Regions from separate parts of the Anas platyrhynchos genome. Here region 2 is linked to region 1. The links are chromatin contacts, called in public Hi-C maps. All regions are on one chromosome and are shown on one strand. The core of a region is the stretch at or near the end of the contact, and the rest is flanking DNA. Distances in the headings are between cores, read along the strand shown. Region 1 overlaps LOC119713503 (a long non-coding RNA gene). Region 2 holds the start of DOCK5 (dedicator of cytokinesis 5).

Region 1 (5,219 bases), core at 2,457-4,956:
ACCATAGTTCTTAAAGCTAGCAGATGACAGTGAGGGGAAGTAACTTTTTGATGCAGCCGTCCTTGCCATATAACTCACGTAGCCATTCCTAGAAGTCCTTGGAGCCACGAATTGTACATCAGTCTGTTGGTGAGTGGTAGTTTGCGGGCTTGGAAGCTCATTGTAATGTGTGTACTGAGGTTGGGTATTCAAAAGTATCTAAATATTTAACTTCCATGTTCATCTAAATAGTGTTGATTTGGGTTTTATAAGACTCGTGCTATTTTTGTAGCTGAAATAGGTTCTACTGTTTGTAGAATAACCCCCCTTCCTTCCCCACAGCCTTTGAATTATTTATTTCATTTTGCATGTCCTTTCAAAATCCTTTCTAAAGAGGCTTTTTGAATGTATTTACTTTTCAGGAGTCTGTCTCCACCTGTGTTTAATAAAAATTTACTCTCTGTCCTTGCTGACTACATTAAGCGGTCTAGGGTGATGGACTTTTTAATAAAGTGAATATAGGAGACAGATTTGATAAAAGACTTGCCACATGTAATGATGTTTAATGAAAATAAAAGCTTTTGGTTTTGGTGTCCTGCCCATTAACTTAAGTGTGATTATATTTATTGTCTGTCAGGCAGCTCGACGCAAGCTCAGTCAGAAAATGAAATTTTAGTGTTACAGTATAAATAGAAAACAGGAGCGTTTGTGAAGGTCACGTTAAATCTATGAAAGCGTTGCCACTGACCTCTGCAGAGATCGAACTGGGATGCAAATATTGCCAGGGAAGCAGTAAGAGTAATGTTACAGATGTTTCTGGTTATGGTTGAAGTTGTATGTGTGGTGTCTAACAGCATCCTTATCGCTTTCCCTGATGGCACAGTTGGAGGACCTTTGTCAATAGAAGGGAAAAAAAAAAAGGCAAAATCAGTGATGCTATAACAAATGAATGTTTCTTATCTAAGTATGTGCTCAAAATTAAATATAAAGATTGAAGGGAGCTGTTTACATTGCAGTCCTTGTACCCTGCGCAAAACACTTTGCCCCAACCTGAGGAATGTGGCACAAGGACACCGAGTTTGTGCTTTAATGCCAGATCTCATACCTCTGCTTCCCTGTTCGTAATGCGGAAGCAAATCTGTCTTAAAAAGCTTCTAGAGATGGTTGGCAAAGCATAAAAGATTCAGGGAATGTAGTTTTTTAAAAATTCACTGAAAAAATATTTAGAGCTTTCCATCTGATGTAATAAAAAGTGATTATTTCATGGAGGGTAGAAGAGGTTGGTTTTATTCTTTTTCCCTCTTCTCCTTTCTTTTCTTTGTGTAAAATAAATTAAAAAATCAGGACTATAAATACCAAGGAAAGGGAAATAAAGAAGCCTGGAACATGGAGTGAAACTACTTTCATTCCTTCTTCAAAATAATAAAATTCTGGAAAGGTTTATTAAAAAAAAACAAAAAACAAAAAACAACAACAACAACAAAATTTTGAAGATTGACACCTTTTTTTTTTTTTTTACTTTTTAAAAATCCATGGCCCCATTAATTTCAGAAATACCACAGGGTGAAGTACAGTTTGTCCAGCTGAGCATAGTGATCCAAGTCATACATGCAAGGGAAAAATTAGTAAAGAAAACTACCTCTTTGTTGTTTGTTTTTTTTTGAAGTTTAATTACTATTTCAGCTGCTCAGCAGTTTTAGAACTGTTTATAGGTTTTATTCCATATCTGATTTACCTGAAAAACAATGTAAAATAAATTCTGCTCAAGGGTTTTTCTAAATGTCATGTGCAACACACACCAGGCTCTGCTGGCTATCTATCAAAGGATTGCCTGGAAGAGATATTAGATGACTACAAAGGTTGGTGTTAAAAGATTGATTAATAATTGTGATGGAAAGAAATAAGTTGGCCCCAAAACATTGTGATACATATATATAAAATTGTAATAGCTCCATGTTATGTTAAATATTTTCTAAATGAATATCTTCTCTACATGTAGATGGCATTAAATGGCCAGTGTTCTGCACTCGTATGCATGTTTCTATCTGGTTTAGATCATAGAATGATTTATATACGTGTCTTTAGCACTTATAGATGTTTATGTAGCAGTTTACATGTGCCTTTACATACCGAGTATTCTTTGTATGAGCACAGTATTCTTCTCATGCTTTCCATGTATTCTTAAAGACTACAACTCTCCTCCTTTGTTCCTGTCTCCTTCCAAGCCTGGGCGTATGCAGCCCTCTCCAGAACACAGTGATACTCATAAATAATAAGAGCAGCACTCATGATTTATTCCATGAGCTGATGGCAGTGAGTGTCTCTGTGAATGCAGACCTGGGGGGGGGGAAACTGGCTGGGACCATGGGGCAGGATGAGGCTCCATGCAGCAGTGCTGGGCTGTACAGGAAAAGGTGCTTCTCATGGGGAGCTTGTGCAATGAGGGGCTGGCTCCTGGCACCCCGTTTTGGGGAATGCAGCAGCTTGCAGGGAGCCCTGTGCTGTTCCAGGTCAGTTTTTGTCCATTGGCTTAAACCTCTCTTGTGTGCAGGGAGGGCACAGCCCAGTGCTGGGGGCTCCAGGGAGCAGTCAGAGGTTGAGTCCTGCACGTGGGGATGAAAATTTGCTAGGAGACAGTTGAGTGATAGCCTCTCTTTTGTGGCTAACATTTTCAGATAAGATGGGTTGAGTCAAAGCTTCACAGCAGCCCTGCTCCAGGTTTGGGTGGATTCACAAAGCACGCCCTGGCTGAAGGTGCTGGGATGTGCCATTAGCAGCAACGGCGGCTTGCAGGGAAGTGAGCAGCTATAGCAGTTCCAGCCAGGGTCTTGTTTCTTCCCAGGCTCACAGAGACAGGACACGCTGCACCACCCACGCTTTGCAGCAGGGTCGAGCACCAGCAGCTCTCACTTCACGGGGAAAAGGGTGGTCCAAATCCCAGCTTTTGCAAAACCTCCCACTATCTGCCTTCTGCTGCAGCTGCTGGGGTATGGTTTGCACGAACACAGTTTGCTAAACATGTCAAAATCAATCTGAGGGAAAGATGCTACACAACTTCGAGATGGTTTCCTCTACCCGGGATTGTATCCTCTCTTTCCTAACAAAACGTGGTGTATAAATTCAGCGGGCCAAATATATCCACCATTTTTTCACTTTGAGTAACACTTTCTACCAGGTTTATTCTTGGTGTAAAAAATGCAACTGCTGGTCCAATATTTATTTATTTTTTTTAATACTGGAGCTTCTCCTTTCCTCCCCCACACCACGGGGTACTCTGGAGATGCTCAGAATTTGCACGTGGATACCTGCTTTTTCTTCCACTTTATGTTGGGCATAATTTAGCATATATCTTAAACATCCATGCTGCTCGGCACGTTTTAAATAAGTAATGAGAAGGCACTACTCTTCTGATTGCAGCCCTCCTAATGATGGCAGTGATTGAGTAAATGACTCTAACCCTGTGTCAGGATGGCTTTTAAGGCAAGGAAATGGTAACATGAATAAGGAATAAGTGTAAAATCAGGAATATAATCATTCAAGGGAAACAAAAAACATTATGGTGGTATGAATTAGCTCTTGCTTGTTACTGACATAGAGGTCTTGCGTTTCCACTCTGGTTAAATTCAAAGAGTTTGGGGTCAGCTCTTATCAGTGAGAGGGGGAAGTCTGCTGATTTACAATGTCTAGACAGCTGCCCAGAGGTGCTGATAAGCGCAGAACGAGGCCCATTCCGTCCTCTTCTCTATGCTTTGTCTGCCTTGTGACTTGTGCTGCTCAGCCCCACAATTTGGGAGGACACGCTGGGTGTCAGCACCAGCCAAGCCGTGGTGGTTGAGCCCCAAAATCGCCCTGTGAGGCTGAGCTAACCCAGGTTCCCTGCGTGGTGCACCCAGAGCAGCTGCTGCACGCCCCAAAACCTGGAATCCATCACTCTCCCATCCTAGTGCCTGCGGGACAAAGCCTGTTATTTTAACTCACTTGTTTGAGACGAGAAAGGAGCAATTCTAGCAGGCTATCTAAGGTTCCCTGTCCTCGTTTATGGATCTCTTCCTGCCTGCACTCTGCTGTGGATCATTAATATTTCAGGTTTATTTTCCATTCGGCTGTGTGCCTGCCGCACACAGCTGATTCTAGCATGAAAAATTCACCGTGAATTACAGCTCTCTGGAGGTCTGGTGATTGCCAGATGATTCAGGCTTGAGGTCCCCACTGCATTTTCTGCCTCTCCCTCACCCTTTTTGGGCACTGGGGTGCTGCAGCGTGCCTGGACCTAGGCAGAGTTATTTGTTATCCTTCTCAGGGCTTCACCAGAGGAATTCTTAAACAAAGATCTCTCCCGGCAGAGTGGTGTGTCAGTAAATTGTGTGTTAGGTGGTCACATCAGTGGTTTTTGATATACACCTTAGCATGGTTACTGCAAGCCATTCTTTTTCTAGGGAAGATCAACACAGAGCCTTTTGCATGTGCTACAGCAAACACCTGGAAAAAAAGAGGAGAGGGGATCCCAAAAGGCATGCGGACACAGCATGAAAGTTTAGATACCTGGTCCCAGCAGGTTCAGCCCAAAATGGAGCTGGGCATCCCCTCCGCAGCCCATGGGGGTGAGTGAGGGCCTGAGTTTGGAGAGGAAAGAGGAGGTGGTGTCCTCATTTCGAACACGTGGAGCTGAAGCACAGGGAACTTCAGGCTGGAATTGAGTTTCCAGGTGAGTGAGCTTGATGGACTGGGTGTATAGGAGATGCTAAACTCTTCTGAAAAGCCAGCCCTCGACTGCAGCTGCTAAGTGCCAAGAAATCTGACCGCTGGCATGGGAGCCAGTCCCTCAGCACCTCTGGAGAGTCACAGAGGGAGCGGTGCCTTAAAATCTGGTTGTAAGCTACATGAGCGGTGTCACGCTGGCAGTGGGGTTTTTCGTGCTGTGCTCAGGTGTGTGTAACAAGAAAGAAGGCATCAAGGCATCGTATGCAGTGTGAGAGCTGTGGACTCAGATGCCCGCAGCCAAGTATGTAGGAGCTCAGTCGGCATCTCTGCAGGGGGGGAATCTTATTCATCTGTTCCAGCACCTTGACTGGGAGACTGCGCTGTGCTTTTTCAGTTTTCTTGTCTGTTCAAGTCATCCCGTGGGTCTTCTACTGTTGTGAAGCCTTATCACGGAAGAGGGCTGGGTAGCGTGTTTTTTTTTTTTGTTGTTTTTTTTTTTTTTTTGAGGAGCTAATTTATAAAACATGTTTAGCAATTCG
Region 2 (5,098 bases), core at 501-3,000, 120 kb before region 1:
CAAAGTGCTTTATTGCTGCTTATTTCTGAAAAAAAAAATAAAATAAATAAAAAAATCATGTCTCTCCCCCACACTCCAGCCCTACTTCCAAGAAATGTCTGCCCGGTGGATAATAATTGCTGATTCAATGCCCAGTAGGGCTCCTTTAAAGAAAAAAAATGCTGCAGCATTCACTGTATTCATCAAATATTATTGTTGCTCTCTAGAGGAACGGGAAGATCTATTATCAAAGAAGTAGATTCAGCCACACTTTATGGTGGCTATAGCTTTTTTAAAAAAAAAAAAATAAATTATAAAGCAGTGTCTGCCTTTGGTTGGGACCCAGAAGGGGGGAAAAAAAGCGACAGAGAGAGAAAGGGCTGGAGATAAAGAGGCTGCGTTGTCTCCATCAGTCTCACTGCGGGTGCCTAGGAAAGCCTGGAGGTTGAGAGAGGAGCAGGCGCTGCAGGAGTGACTCAGCAGCCTCCTGCGGCAGAGGGGAGCTGGCAGCAGCCACCGCCCTTCCCCGGCTGCCAGCTCCAGGCCTGCCTGTCCCTGTAAAGCCATCGCTGCAGGAGAAAGCTGCAGCCAAGCCAGAGCCACTCACACAGAGAGCTGGTCTCCTCCTGTCCAGAAATCCCCCTGCAAATAATTACAAAGAGCCACAGCTCTCTCCGTTGCCTCCCCAGGGTCTGCTCCAGGGAGAACAGCAAAGCTGCCCCCAGCCCGTTATCTCCCCACCGCAGCCAGAAGCTGCTCTGCTCCCTCGGAGCTGCAGAAAAGCCATTAACTCCCACTGCCACGCTCACCTCCCACTCCCTGGGAGCAGCTGATGCCTCCTCTCCTACACCCCATCTCCCACATGGCTGTACCCCAATGCCTTTACCACCTCGCACGGGATAGAAAAGGCACAGCAGGGCCACCAAGCACTGCACGTCCAGCCCCACACACCTCCTGCTGCTCTCCTGCAGGAGGCACCTAAAGGTGCAGGTGGGAAAAGATTCACAAGCTGCATTTGTCACCCAAAAATCGCTCTGTGTGCAAGGCTGGTTGCAGACGGAGAATTTAATCCCCCTCCACGCAGACTGGAGTTGGAAACTGGGCTCTTCCCACCCCCACGGGGGACATAGTTTCTGTTCCTGCAATCTGGACTCGGTGGGAGAAGCACTCGGTGTCCACAAACACTGCCTCGAACGCTTGGCAGAGGCTGTGGGAGGCAAGGGAGAAGAGACCCACAGTTGTACAGAGCCCACTCACTCACTTCTCAGCCCTTTGCTCAGTTTCTGCTTGGTCCGTCCTGATTTCCTACCTGTTGGCAACCCAACTCTCTATTCCTGACTTAACACCTCCCTCTTACGTGTTGTCTGTTTACTCCTCTCCCCAAAAATGAACATTTTCTGTCTGCTCCCCCCAGTTTCACCTGTACCTCCTCTCGGGCACTCAGAGAAGAACACCTTCCCCGGGCTAAAACTGTTCTGATCCCACGGATACTCCCATCGCCCCATTTTTCTGCATCATTTTTAGCTCCTCTGGAGAAGAATTTGATGCAGTATCAATCACAAACACTAGCTCTTGGGGTGAGGTCTGGCTGTGATAAGGCCACCAAAAACTTCTGTTAACTATAGGGAAGTTGGTGCAGAGCACTCACCGCTCCTGGATAAGAAAGAGGCTTGCCCTCTGCATTTTTTTTTCTTGCTTTTAGCAGTTACACTTCTGTCCAGAGGGAGCCTGGGACATGGTAGCTCCTCCTCTATGCGGGACTCTCCTCCTCTCTCCCTCCCTTCTCCTCCTGGAAAGTTGCTGCAGTGCTGAACTTTTGCCAGGAACCGGACCTGCTGCAGAAGCAGCAGCTTCCCAGAGGGTGGAGAGAAGAGGCAGCCTGAGCAATGCTTTGTCAAAGCAGCACTTGACAGCAGCCACTCAGACGATCACTTCTCCCTCTTCCTTCCCTTCCCTGCTTTTAGCAGGGCTCTAGCAATAAATTCCTGGTACAGGCGGCAGTGCCAGGTCCTGCCTCCACACCCCTGCAGTGACAGGCAGAGGACACTGCCAAGGGTTAACGCTCCTTCCTTTTTCATCTGCAGAAATGGTAAAATCCCCTTTCGTCCCATCCTCCCCTGAGAACACTGAAAAACTTTGCTTAAGTTCCCCTTGGGCTGCAGCTACCTCTGCTGTCCCTGACACAGCAATCCCAGGCCCTTTATTTCACCTCACGCTGGCAGATTCCTTGAGAAGTCCAGGAAAAATGTTTCAACTTCCTTTCTGCCCTCTCCTCTCCCCCTAAATTGCAGCTCCACGGGGGTGAGTTCCCGACAGGAGGCGCTGACAGGGTGCACAGAGCTTCAAAGGCTCCAGTCTGCCCCCAGGGAGCTGTGAATTCCAAATTAACCCTTCCTTTGGGCCTTTTCCTTCCTCACTGTGCACAGCACTTCTCAGTCCAGCGCGGGTTGCTCCCAAGCGTGACAAGCCTCCTGAAGGAATGATTTAGGTCAGATTATCTGGATAGTAACTCTGCCCCTCAAGGCAAGCCCTAGATGCAGCTTAACAGCCTTGGCCAGCCTAAATGAAATCTGCAATGCGTTCTTTTTTCTGAGCACACCAGCAGCAAGCCCTGGGGAGCACTGAACTCGGTAGGTCGCCTCCTGTCTCACTCAGGCTTCAGTGCTGGAAGAAATAACTCCTCCTTTCCTCCCCCTCACTCATCCCACACACATCCCCAAGATGCACCTTCACCTCCCCGACCGTGCTGAGCCTACAAAGCCGTCAGCTTTCTAATGGCTGCAGGAGCAGCTGCACCAGGGCTGTGAGCTGGCAGAATGGCTTCTCTTTTCTGCAGACACACAGCATCAGCCAGCTCTCTCAACATCTGATCTCCAGGACTACTGGTCTTAAACCCAAGCCTCAGATGCTCCCAGATTTAAAGGCTGTATTAGTTACAGGAACAACCCAGCTTGTGCTGCTTCTTTCCTCAAGCTTACTGGAAATGCTGCCATGCTCACAAGTCATTTTAACAAATGAAACAGAGGACACAGCCCAGCCTTACAGGGAGATACATGCCCCTGACTTTGATCTAACGGCAGCAGATGTGGATACTGCGACTCTTTCCTCTTAGCTCTCTTCACATACACACTCCAAAGATTAAAAACAAGTTGCTTGTAGCCACTATTGAAGTTAAAAAAGAAGAATTAATGAAAAACTGCTTTCCATCTTGAATATACAATGGGTATTAAAAACAACTATGTATCTTTTCCCGAAATCATAAAAAGTAGCTTGGAACCTTTTCCCCAGTACTTCAAAGCAGAAGTACATCTTAGAGCTTGTACAGATTTCTTTAGTGAAATGATGACAAACCATTATCTTAATGGATCAAGAAGTGCTACTTTTATGCCTTATTTTTATTAATATTGCTGCACATTGTAGAGGTCCACAAATACACTAGATATTGTATGTACATAAATTTGGACAGAGTGCCTGCTATTGAGCACTTGCAATGTAATTAGGCAAGCACGAGCTGGGAAGGAAGAATGGTAGCTGGAAATTTGAGGCATGGAAGATGAATTCTAAGCTGTTGTTTTCCAGAACAAAGGGGCTGTAAATATTCAGGAGTAGCACCTGATTTCTTGATGACTACCCAAAGAACTTTAAATCTGGGTACAACCAATTTTGTCATATCTTGTAGCCCGTGAACGTAAAGGAAACATTTCCCAACAACACGGTAAAAGCAGGTCCAGGAGGGATTATTCGTCTAAATAGTGACAGCATGTAACTTACACCACTTCTGAAGTGCCACTGAAAGGTGCCACTCTCCTTAATGTCAGAGGAGTTGGTGCAGTAACGCAGAGGTTAACTGTTACCATTCCATCTTGTGTTAATCACAGGCTTGACTAGCTCCTGCTGGTGCTGAAAAGAACAGAAAAATGTATCTTTGGGCAGATGAAATAAGCACATCTCCCTGCTTAGGACTGACTCATCAGAGCAGGGTAACTAATATCTGATTGTACATCCACAGCACCTCAGCTTCTGGAGGCTGCTTAGAAAATGTGCTGAACGAGAACATCCCCCAGACACTGTGGCTGTGCCTGTTTATCAGTCAGGCTCTGAGACGTGCCAACTGGCTCTCAATTTCCTACTACAGCAAGGCAACAGGCAATTTTTAATTGAAAGCTCCTCTCCCCAGCTAAACAAGTCCAGTATTCACAGCCTCAAAGCCTCTGCTAACCTGGTAACGTGGCATTCAGTTTTACTCTTCTGCTGGCATCCCCTGCTATAAATGACTGATGTTGGGATAAGAAAAGTACTAAACGTTGTATATGGGATTCAGTTCTCAAACAACCACAGTCTCATAAATATTTTAGATGCCCAGCACCACTTCGGCTCAACAACAATGTTCTCGAGTCTGATTTAGTAAATGTGCCAACCCTAGAAATTTCAAAAGTTATTCTGTCCTTGTGCCCAGAGGTCAGAAAATACCTTTACCAATTGAGAATTTCCAAGAATTCCGGTTCAAAACACAGAACTGCCTGGATTTATACTGCATAACCCGATACAGGTATAGCAACTCAAGACCAAGTGCTTGGTTTGACAGCTTAGTGAATTACAGACTTGACAAGAGGTTGTAGGAAAGGGTCCTCTTCTGGTCATTTCTTGCTCGAGGTTCATTTCACCATTTTGATACCCATCTTACCAGAAAAAGAGTGCTCTTCAAGAGCATAAAACCATTACATTGATATGGTCAAAGAGCTCGAACCAGCTCTCAGCTGTCCCAAAGGTCACTCCATCTGAACTCAGGCAGGAACCAGGAGGCAATGAGAATCCACCCATAAAACTCTTCGCTGCAAGCAGCTTTTATGCCGCTACCCAGCTGTACTGTTCTGAACTGCAGACTGCTGTGCTGAAAGGCGAAACGTGACCTTTCGTGTTTGCTTTCAGTATTTGAAATACACTTGTTTAGCTTCACAAACATCCTCTTATAGATTCTACCAACAGAAGTAGATAAATGTAAGATAAAAGGATCTATCTGGCTACCTCATCTTTCCTAATACCCCATCTACTCAATAGCTATTCTCTACAGCATCAAGTGCTTTATGCTACCTCATAACAAACGGCTGAGTTACTCTCC

Evidence for each region. A called contact is a pair of places that touch in the nucleus more often than the background predicts.
Region 2: a contact with region 1 is called in a Hi-C map of small yellow follicle, with 7 times the contacts expected there. The contact joins the promoter of DOCK5 here to the enhancer-like site in region 1. A contact is called at or near these places in 5 of 8 Hi-C or Micro-C datasets (F1 follicle, liver, skeletal muscle and 2 more).

The regions. Positions count from the first base shown.
Region 1 is chr23:2,479,433-2,484,651 of IASCAAS_PekinDuck_T2T, reverse strand. The region is part of intron 2 of LOC119713503 (a long non-coding RNA gene); the gene reads left to right. Among named protein-coding and RNA genes, the nearest start is that of NEFM, 94 kb to the left of the region's middle. Within about 2 kb of position 3,706, at least 2 of the 8 cell types and tissues checked have an H3K27ac peak or open chromatin away from gene starts, as enhancers often do. A contact at or near this core is called in small yellow follicle, where this site is marked.
Region 2 is chr23:2,597,698-2,602,795 of IASCAAS_PekinDuck_T2T, reverse strand. It overlaps DOCK5 (dedicator of cytokinesis 5), which reads right to left and starts at 1,750. Exons shown (of 57, transcript XM_038167006.2): 1 at 1,628-1,750.